2 separate regions of the Mus musculus genome follow, and region 1 is linked to region 2. Evidence: chromatin contacts called from public Hi-C data. All regions are on one chromosome and are shown on one strand. Each heading gives the region's core, a stretch centred on a gene start, on an enhancer-like site or on the middle of the called end of the contact. The rest is flanking DNA. Distances are from core to core; before and after follow the strand shown. Region 1 has its middle 58 kb from the start of n-TGccc3. Region 2 holds the start of Bach2os (BTB and CNC homology 2, opposite strand).

Region 1 (4,239 bases), core at 779-3,278, 280 kb before region 2:
CTGCCCCCACCTGCCTGAGTGAGGCGATTGGAAATGCAGCTATTTGGAGAAGTTGCTACTGAAGTGATTGGGTCATTTTTTTCTGTGTTAAATGCCACCAACCCAACAGAACAGTAGCTGAAATGATACACTGTTGTAATCTCATTGTTATCGTATACACACTATCCTATCGTATATACATTATATGGGAAGTGTGTGCTCATCTAGTTAAGTCTCAATGTTCCAAACGGAGTTCTATATGGAGAAGTGATAAGATTCAAATGTATTACACTCTTGGCTTTGGAAATAGTATATTATTTTAGTGGTTAGCCATCTGGCTTCTCAAGTATGTTTGGCAGAAGGCAGTCCTGACATTTGGCTTCCATCTTTTAGGCTGCAGATATCTGTGATTCAGGAGAGAAGGGCACAGACCTTGCAAGGCAAAGCTAGTGTGGTGGATGATCGATCATTCCGACTACTTCTCAAAGAGGGCGTCTGCCTGCTGAGGGGCTAACGTAGACCATGTCTTCGGGAGTCAGTGCTTGCTCACTCTGTAATGAAACTTTGGGATATTTGAAGTTATGGTTTCTCTTCTTTAGCTTAAGAGCCTTGTAAGCATCTCCTACATTATAGAGAGGCTAAAGAAGGAACAAATGTCTGTGTGTTCTCTTCTTAATATAATCAATCAAATATCAAGGTAGTTAGAGAAATATTAATTCAGTATGGATTTAGTCCTAAGCCAACCAAAGTATTCTTAACACTTGAAAAGTTAATTATCACATAAATATTTTAAAAATTCGCATTGAAATTAGTCCCTAGTGAAAGTGTAAAATGTAACGCGAAGCTCTCCCGCTTCGGAATGCTTTCCTAAGTGTATCCAAGTTCATGGGAATGTAAAGAGCTTGGCTCTGGTCCCTTTTGGTCTGTGATATTTATTTGCAAGTTTTTGTAATAAAGTTAATTAAAAATTAAAAATTCAAAAAACTTCGTGCAACTTGTTTACCTCTTTAAGACGAGGAACATAGGGCATTGTGGGTAGAATTGCTTTACAACCCACTGCAGGTTCTTTTGTGAGGCGAAATGAATTCTCCAAACAATATCCTTTGATTGACTTCAACATATCTTATATTAAACTATATTTGGACCTAAGCCATAATTAGTACATAAGGAACTTTTAAAATTAATGTACACTTGTGACCTATAAGATTAATTTAAAAATATTTAACTCAGTATAAAATATTCATTCATACTTATTTTCAGATTTCCTGTTGCATTTTGGAAATACTTCCTCTGTTTCTTTTTCTTTTTTTCCCTTTTCTGTACTGTTTGTGTCACTGTTTTGCCCACCAGGAATGAAATAGAGGTTTGATCTGCCACATCCGCTTGTATCTGATGGGCTGCACATCCCCTGATATAGACAATGAACTTGAAGATGTTTGGGAAAAACTGATCTGTGCTGAGCATACACAGACCCTGCTTTCCTTGTCATTCCCTAGGCAGGATGGCATGGCTGTTTACGTGGCTTTTACATTATGTTAGCCTTGTGAGGACTCTGCAGCGCATTTAAAGTTCACAGGTGGATTTGTGGGTTACATGCAGATGTCGGGCCATTTTATATAAGGCGTTTGAGCCTTCTTGGAACTGGACATTCACGAGTCCCCACAGACACTCAGGGACTGCTTTGATTGTTTTCCTAGTGCCACTGTTTGACTAATTCTTATCCCATAGTTGACCTTTTAAAAAAAAAAAAAACTCTGTGTGTGTGTGTGTGTGTGTGTGTGTGCGCTTATCTTCCTTTCTGTAAGAGATCATGAATGCCAGTGCTGAGCCTAGGGAAAATATCAAAACAAACACGACCTTTGATCCTTCCAGAGATAACCATCATCTCTTAGTCATACAGATAAAATTTCTTAGTCATATCTAACCATAGATACACACGTGCACTTTGCCAGAAATTGTTAAAATATGTGTACACAAACTTGTATCATTTTAAGGGGAAAAGGGAGCTCGGTATTGCTTCAGAGTGGTAGCTCTGCTCCCTGGATTCTTCACAGGGACCTGTCAGTCATTCTAGAGCCAGCACCTGGCTCAGGCTCTGCCGTGACATTTTCAGTTGATCCTTCCTTGTTTTCTTGGCTAGTTGCCCTTCAAACAGAAAGTTCATCGCCTCTCCTCAGCTGCTAATGTGATTTACTTCGTGTGTCTAGGAAGTCAGGATGGTTGCTGATTTTATTGTTTAGAGAGGACTGGCTTCTTGGTCTGAAGCCAGGGTGTTCCCAGCTGATAGAAAACGGAACCCAGCAGCCCCCATTTCAGAGATTGCCAGGCTTATGACTCAAAGATACTTTACAGGCCAGGTTAAGCAATTGTTAGGCCCCTCCTGGCACACGTCAGATGCGATGATTGTCTATTGATTGTAATCCAAAGATTATTTTGGCCCTCATCTACAAACACAGATGCCTTTTGATCAGGAAAAAAAAATGCATTGTGATAACTAACCTGCTGCCTGTACTTGAAAAGTAGTGTCTGAATTAGTGACTACTGTTCTGATTCTATGTTAGAATGTGTAATTTCCTTAATTTTCAGAACGGGAAGTGCAGTATGTGCTTTCTGAACTCAGACCCACAGCAAGCAGTTGTTTAATACAAATGAAAAGGAGATAGTGGCTGAGCTCTGTACAGTGGCAGTGTTACAGTATCTTCCCCCAAGATGAAACATAGTATCATTTCTCACAGGTGATGGAGAGCCACCTTGTCATAGAAAAGGGAGACCTAACTAATAAAGCCTTTGAACAAGCAAGCAGTTGTCCAGATAGCCTGGAAGATGTTAGCACCAGTGGCTGAAAGCTGTCAGGAGCCTCTCGACACCAGGTCTTATTTTCTTAGGTTCCTGACAAGTACCTGACCTCTTCATGCCTACACCAGCCGCACTTCAGCTTCTACTCAATATGAAATACCTAGGAGTGAGGAAGAGTGAGCCTTGGCAGCCAGCTCATTAGGGTGGATTGTTTTCTTTACAGATAATTGGCATCCTAAAAGGAGAACTCGTTTAAATAAGTAGTTGTAAAGCATTTTAGTTGGGCATCAGCAGTTGTGCTATTTGTGTGTGTGTGTGTGTGTGTGTAATACTCCAAGAAACTTACTATTTTATCAAAAGGCACAACTCTAAAAATGAAACCTACTGACGAGTTTCTATGGCAACCACTCCTGAAATGTATCTGGCTGGTGTGTGTCTTTTCATAATTTTTCTTTGCATGCTTTAAGGAGTTCCTTGAATTTTTGTTCCTGTGATGGGTGGATAGATGGATAATTGACAGAGGGAGCTACATTTCCCTGGGAAGAATTTAAGACTTATGAAAATTCCATAGATTTATAAGGAATATTATTTTGTGCTTAGCATAAATAAATTTGACTAAGGAAGATATCTATTGCTTTGATTTAGTCTAAACAGTAATGAGGCCCATTAAGTATTAATGCATGACCAATTGCTTTTTAAATTCAGACTCATTGGCTGTCCCTGCAAGACCTTGTTGGGTGTTCCACTTTATTCTGTGATCATTCCACACACCCCCACACCCCCACGCCCCTAACACACACCTTTTTCAGAGCCTTCAGTCTCTGTCTCAATGGCGCTCTGCTCTGGACTTAACCTTCTCTATAGCCTTCTTCCTTGTCAGAGGGTTTGTGGCCAGAACACACGGTAGATCTTGATATTTCCTAACAGGTTCATTCAGAAAAGTTGGCAAGAAGGGACTGTGGTGTAATTCGGTGGTTTGGAGGGGTTGTTCTGGGAGACATTTCTGTTCTCTCAAGCTCTGTCATGCTACAAGCCCAATAGATATGGCTAGATGCTCTTGCAATACAAAACATGCTCACCGAGAGTAGTGGTGTCACAGCGAGCTCTCAGCACTTATCTGGTTAAAACCAGAAGGAACCATTCTGTGAGGTATCTAAAGTGGCAGGAAATAGAGGGAGTCTAAGGAAATAAACTATCCTGGGCCCAACAGCTGGGGAATTTTGTGTGGCTTACAGAGAAGTCAGAGAACCAGGATGTCTCTGAGCCTGTTAGATACATTTGGTCCTAGCAGCATGTAGTAGGAAATGAATATTTAACTTTGAAACACTTTTTTGTACTTTAAACTCCTCCCAGGCCTTAAAAACACTCTCCCTGATGTTCCTGGGTAAGGGAGAATAGCTTTGCCTAGGCTCCTGGCCACATAGTCTCCAGCTTTAACATTTAGCCCCAGTCCCTTCAAGACAC
Region 2 (4,616 bases), core at 1,764-4,263:
GACATTTAGTTTTATAATAAAGTTTATTTTTAAAAATTTGAAACATGCACCCACAGCTCTAATTCGAAGGTCACTTTGTTACATGTCTTGATGTGGATTCTGGTAATGAATACCATGATGTGACCCATGCAAAGTTCTGGGGACAAATAAACAGTGTCATTGTCAAATCCAAAAAATATATAATAATTTGATCGTTTTCAACCCCAATTACCATCTCTCATCCCCCCGCCCCTTCCCACCAAACCCCTTCTTCTTCCCAACTGACTGGATAGCTTTCTGTGTAAGATTTTTACAATTATTTCTGTGGTTCCGTAAATGAAGCATGTTTTTACAAGTGCCTGTAATTGCTCTGCTTAATAAAAAGACGGCTTTGAATGGCAGCATAGGAGTCGACTGTATTCATGATTAAAACAGTGTTTTCATGTTGTCTAGAACATGCTCAGTGTTTGGAATTCCTAATGTTATATGCCTGGAAGAGGAAACCATATGACAAAGAAAGATGTGCCTCACCTCGCTCACAAGGCAATTCCTTTCTATTGCCCGATTTTATTTCTCATAGCAAGCCCAGAAGCTGAGTGGAGCAATTATTATCTCTGACTCACAGACCCTCAAGAGGTCTGGAACAGAGAGAATGGATTTCCTGGGACCACAATGCTAATTCCTGTGGTCTTAGGAGTGAATCTCAGATACCCTGGGGATAACATGGCGCAGAAGCATCTTGGAGAGCCAGTACATTGCCATGGTCTCCAGGGTGCCCACTCAGCCTGGCCCTGTACGCCTGTGGCTTCAGCTCATGTCTGATGAGAACAAAATATCAAAGCAGGAAAGGTTCCACAGGCCGCTCTGCTCCTGGGACTCGTAGAAGAAACAGATTCTTGGTTTTGGCTTTTGCTTCCAAATCTACTTCTCTACCCTCCTCCTTCAGTAGTCTCTGCCCAGCAAACCAGAGGTAACGGGCAAGTGAAATGTGTGCCTAAAAGTTTGGTGGGATGAGATGGGCAGAGTGTCACTGTCACAATTCCATAAAAACTGTGCAGAGCAAACATTGTAGAGAAATGCACCAGGGCAGAATAAGCATTGCTTAAGAGCAGGAACTTTTCCTCTTTTGTCTCATCTTTGAATTCTTTATAGGAAATTAGCTTTTCAGTGATATCTTAATTGAAATGAGGGAAATGGTTTAGGCTACAGGATGTGGGCAGTCGTTAGGCAGCAGTGATCTCCCAGCCTCCCTGTCTAGGTTTTCTCTCTGGCCATGTAAGTGTGCCGAGAAGGCAGGTTAGGTCTCATGCAGAAGGTTCTCTGCCCTTTGCCATCTCTAGGTCAGGGGTCCCTGGCTACAAACTGCAGGAATTGATTTCACAGACTGCTAAAAAGCTGGGACTCCCACAAAGTCTAACCTTCCTCCGGGCATTGCTGGCGAGCAGTGTAGGTCCCATACTGAAAAATGACCTCTAATCCTGCACTTCCTGTGGGTTCCAGAGGCAGGGAGAGAGTCAGCACTTTGGCAAGACTGGTATGACCAACAGGAACATATTGTGCAAACCGCAGCAGTGGCCAATAGTACCCTCTTTCACATTTGGCCTGCTGACTCAGTGACTATTCCTCTGTCTCCAAGCCTTAACCAAAAACCAAAGCAGTCCACAACTAAAGAGATTCATCGCCTACAAATCTCCCAGGCCTGTCTACCGTGCAGCCTCCCTGCCCAGAGTCCACTGGCCATAACAGCAGGCTATTCGGACAGGTGGGGGCGAGAGTTAGCAGAATGTTTCATTGTGTCATATTGTCTACTCTGTGCTGTCTCTGGGGACCCAGAGAGTAAACACCTCTGATGAGAAGTACCGTCTGGAAGGATATGTTAGGCAGGAGCACTGACTCAAACAGCAAGCTGTACAAGCTTGTGTACGTTGTATTAATCTCCTGGAGGAAAGAGCAGAGGCGTGAGCTTTCTCGCAGCTGGTCGGCTTTCCAAGACGTTGTCACATTACCTAGTTTTCAGCCCTGTGTGGGGTACATGGATGCACACAAAAGCTTGTGAAAATATTCCTCTGGAAAGGCCCAGGGCTGCCCCTCATCTCCAGGAATGCCCGCCCGTTGCCTTGGAAACAGCCGAGGGCTGAGGTTGAGCCTCCGCATCCCTTGAGGAACAAGGCAGGTGCTCCCACCTGCTGGTCAGTGTAAGTTCCTCCTTGCTGTGTGGCTAGCAGATCTACAAACAGAACCCAGCACAAGAGTGAGGGCTCCCTTCCCCCTGAGAGAGAAGAAGATGTATGGCTGACTGTTTTCTTCTCCACTGACCGTCTTTAAAAACGAAGCCCGATTGCAACAATCCCTGATGAAATTCCATGTGTGGTTTGCTTTTGCTCCAAGGACTTTGACACTGCCATTGTTGATTTTCCCTTTCCCCCGCCAACCTTCCATCCTGTCTACCTGGTCTGTGTTTGCTGTCTAGATGGCTTTAAATACAGTAGCGCTCGGTGCGGAAGCCCTTTAGACTTTCCTTGTGATCTGCTCTGTGGCATGTTTTCTTTCTGCAAGTAAGCAAATACAGTCTGGAGCTGAAGTAAGATGGCTCTGCTGTCAGTGGAAATAGAAGTCCCCTGAGCCCCAAGGGTGCACAGCTTTTGTGATGCCCAGGTGCTATGTCTCCAACTGACGACCTGTGTGCTGCTGGGGCACCATCTAGGATCTGAGTGTCTGTTATCCAAAGCTTGGAAAATGGAGATAAACAGTGCACTGTATCATTGGAAGCCTAGGAGAAACAGCCCCACAGGCAAAGGCCTTTCCAACAGCCTGCAAAGGAGCCATTTGTCCTGCCTGCACTCACCACATGGGAGGCATAGTAAGTGCCACATGGAGTAAGTGCACAGCTAGGAAGTAACCCGACAGAATTTTCACCCGGCCCTAGGAAAGGCAAATGATTCTTTAGTGTGCTTACCTTTGTGCATGGTGATCAACTGGGCACAAATACCAGGACTGAGCCTCATGACTATCTGATGCAACCAACAGATAACTCCCAGATTCAGGGCAGACTAGCCATACCCTTGACCTCTTAAAGAACACAGACTCAACACTCCACCCTCTGAATCCTAACAGGAAGTTGCTTTCTTCACCAATAAACCCAGGCCCACATGCTTTCTCCAGTGACTCTTTTTCCTGAGAGATCTGTAAGATTCCTGGGCACGTCCTACACATGTCTAGCAAGCCTTTTGTGGGGACCCATCTGAATTGTGGAACAATACTGGAACAATAAAATGTGCTTTAGATTTTAATTTTTCATCATTGAATTTTTTGTAAATAACTTGTATAGATTACATTAGAAATATTTTATACACTGGGATAAATGACATGTTCTTAAAATGAAACTCACCTGGATTGTTTTGTTTTGTTTTGTTTTTACTTTATTTAATGTGGCCGCTTTCAATTTTTTGGTTTCTTGCAGGGGTGGGGGTGTTGGTTGAGTTTTTCTGAAACAAGCTCTCGGTATTTAACCTTGGCTAGGCTCAAACTCAGAGATCCACCTGCCTCTGCCTCTCAAGTGCTGGGATTAAAGGTGTAACACAACACACCTGACTGACATACACTTGTAAGTTTAGCCTCTCTGACTGGTGTTAGTATTAAAGGTTAGCCTAGCACATGACATTTAGGCTTACATTGCCATCTGCTGGCCAAGCCAAGAAATTGAATATGAGAAAAAAACCTAAGCAACCTGAGCTGGGTCTAATAGCCTGGGCTGGCCTGGAACTCCACAGGCCTCTGAGGGTGGCCTTAATCTTCCTGCCTCCACCTCCTCCCAAGTGCTAAGATTGCTGAGGTCATAACTGTGCAGGAGTTGCAGAAACAGATGTAACTGCAGAAGTTCCCAAACCATCAGCACCGCCTTAGCAAGGAAGGGCAGAGAGAAGCTGTTAAAAGTCACAGACCTGGGGCTGGAGAGATGGCTCAGTGGTTAAGAGCGCCAGCTGCTCTTCCGGAGGTCCTGAGTTCAATTCCCAGCACCCACACAGTGGTTCTCAACCATCTGTAATGGTATCTGAAGTCCTCTTCTGATGTGTCTAAAGACAGTGACAGTGTACTCAAATATATAAAATAAATAAATCATTTTTTAAAAATGTCACCGACCTGAACTCCAAACCCCATGGAGACTGACAAGGCCCTAGAGAGAGAGAGAGCCTGGGCTTGCTCTCAGCTTCTGCATCAGACACAAAGTCAATGTTTTCACACAAAACAATTAGGGTCTTCAGTAGCCCATGCTGGCCTTAAACTCAGTTTGTCAGTTTGTAGCTAAGGATGACCTTGAATTCCTAATTTCCATACCTTCACTTCTTGTGTTTATAGATGAGGACCACTCCCTGCATCAGGTCTCCATAGTTGCCGTTCTTACAAAATAATACATACTAAAATTAAACAACAGAGAAGACACCTCCAGAGTTGTGATATCCTCTCTTCATTGTTGTGGAGTTTTATTTATTTATTTCTATTTTATAGTTGTTTGTGTGTATGTCTGTCTGTACCACGTGTGTGTCTGGGGCCAACAGAGACCAGAAGAGGGTATTGGATTCCCTGAAACTGTAGCCACAGATGATTGTGAGCTGCCATGTATGTTCGTGTGTGTGTGT

Evidence for each region. Hi-C and Micro-C count contacts between places; a contact is called where the count stands out from the background.
Region 1: a Hi-C map of liver shows a contact between it and region 2, with 3 times the contacts expected there. The contact joins the enhancer-like site here to the promoter of Bach2os in region 2. A contact is called at or near these places in 7 of 39 promoter capture datasets (the C10 cell line, cranial neural crest, embryonic stem cells and 4 more), 11 of 484 Hi-C or Micro-C datasets (3T3-L1-derived adipocytes, CD4 T cells, CD8 T cells and 5 more), 12 of 115 datasets of contacts at active chromatin or transcription factors (CD8 T cells, Th17 cells, Th2 cells and 8 more) and 3 of 9 other capture datasets (adipose tissue, embryonic stem cells and liver).

Annotation. Positions count from the first base shown.
Region 1 is chr4:32,286,288-32,290,526 of GRCm38.p6, forward strand. It overlaps a transcript of Bach2 not described here. Among named protein-coding and RNA genes, the nearest start is that of n-TGccc3, 58 kb to the left of the region's middle. Within about 2 kb of position 2,029, at least 83 of the 459 cell types and tissues checked have an H3K27ac peak or open chromatin away from gene starts, as enhancers often do. A contact at or near this core is called in CD8 T cells, Th17 cells, Th2 cells and 5 more, where this site is marked.
Region 2 is chr4:32,568,649-32,573,264 of GRCm38.p6, forward strand. It overlaps Bach2os (BTB and CNC homology 2, opposite strand), which reads right to left and starts at 3,014. Exons shown (of 5, transcript NR_026843.1): 1 at 2,936-3,014. All of the region lies in intron 3 of Bach2 (BTB and CNC homology, basic leucine zipper transcription factor 2), which reads left to right.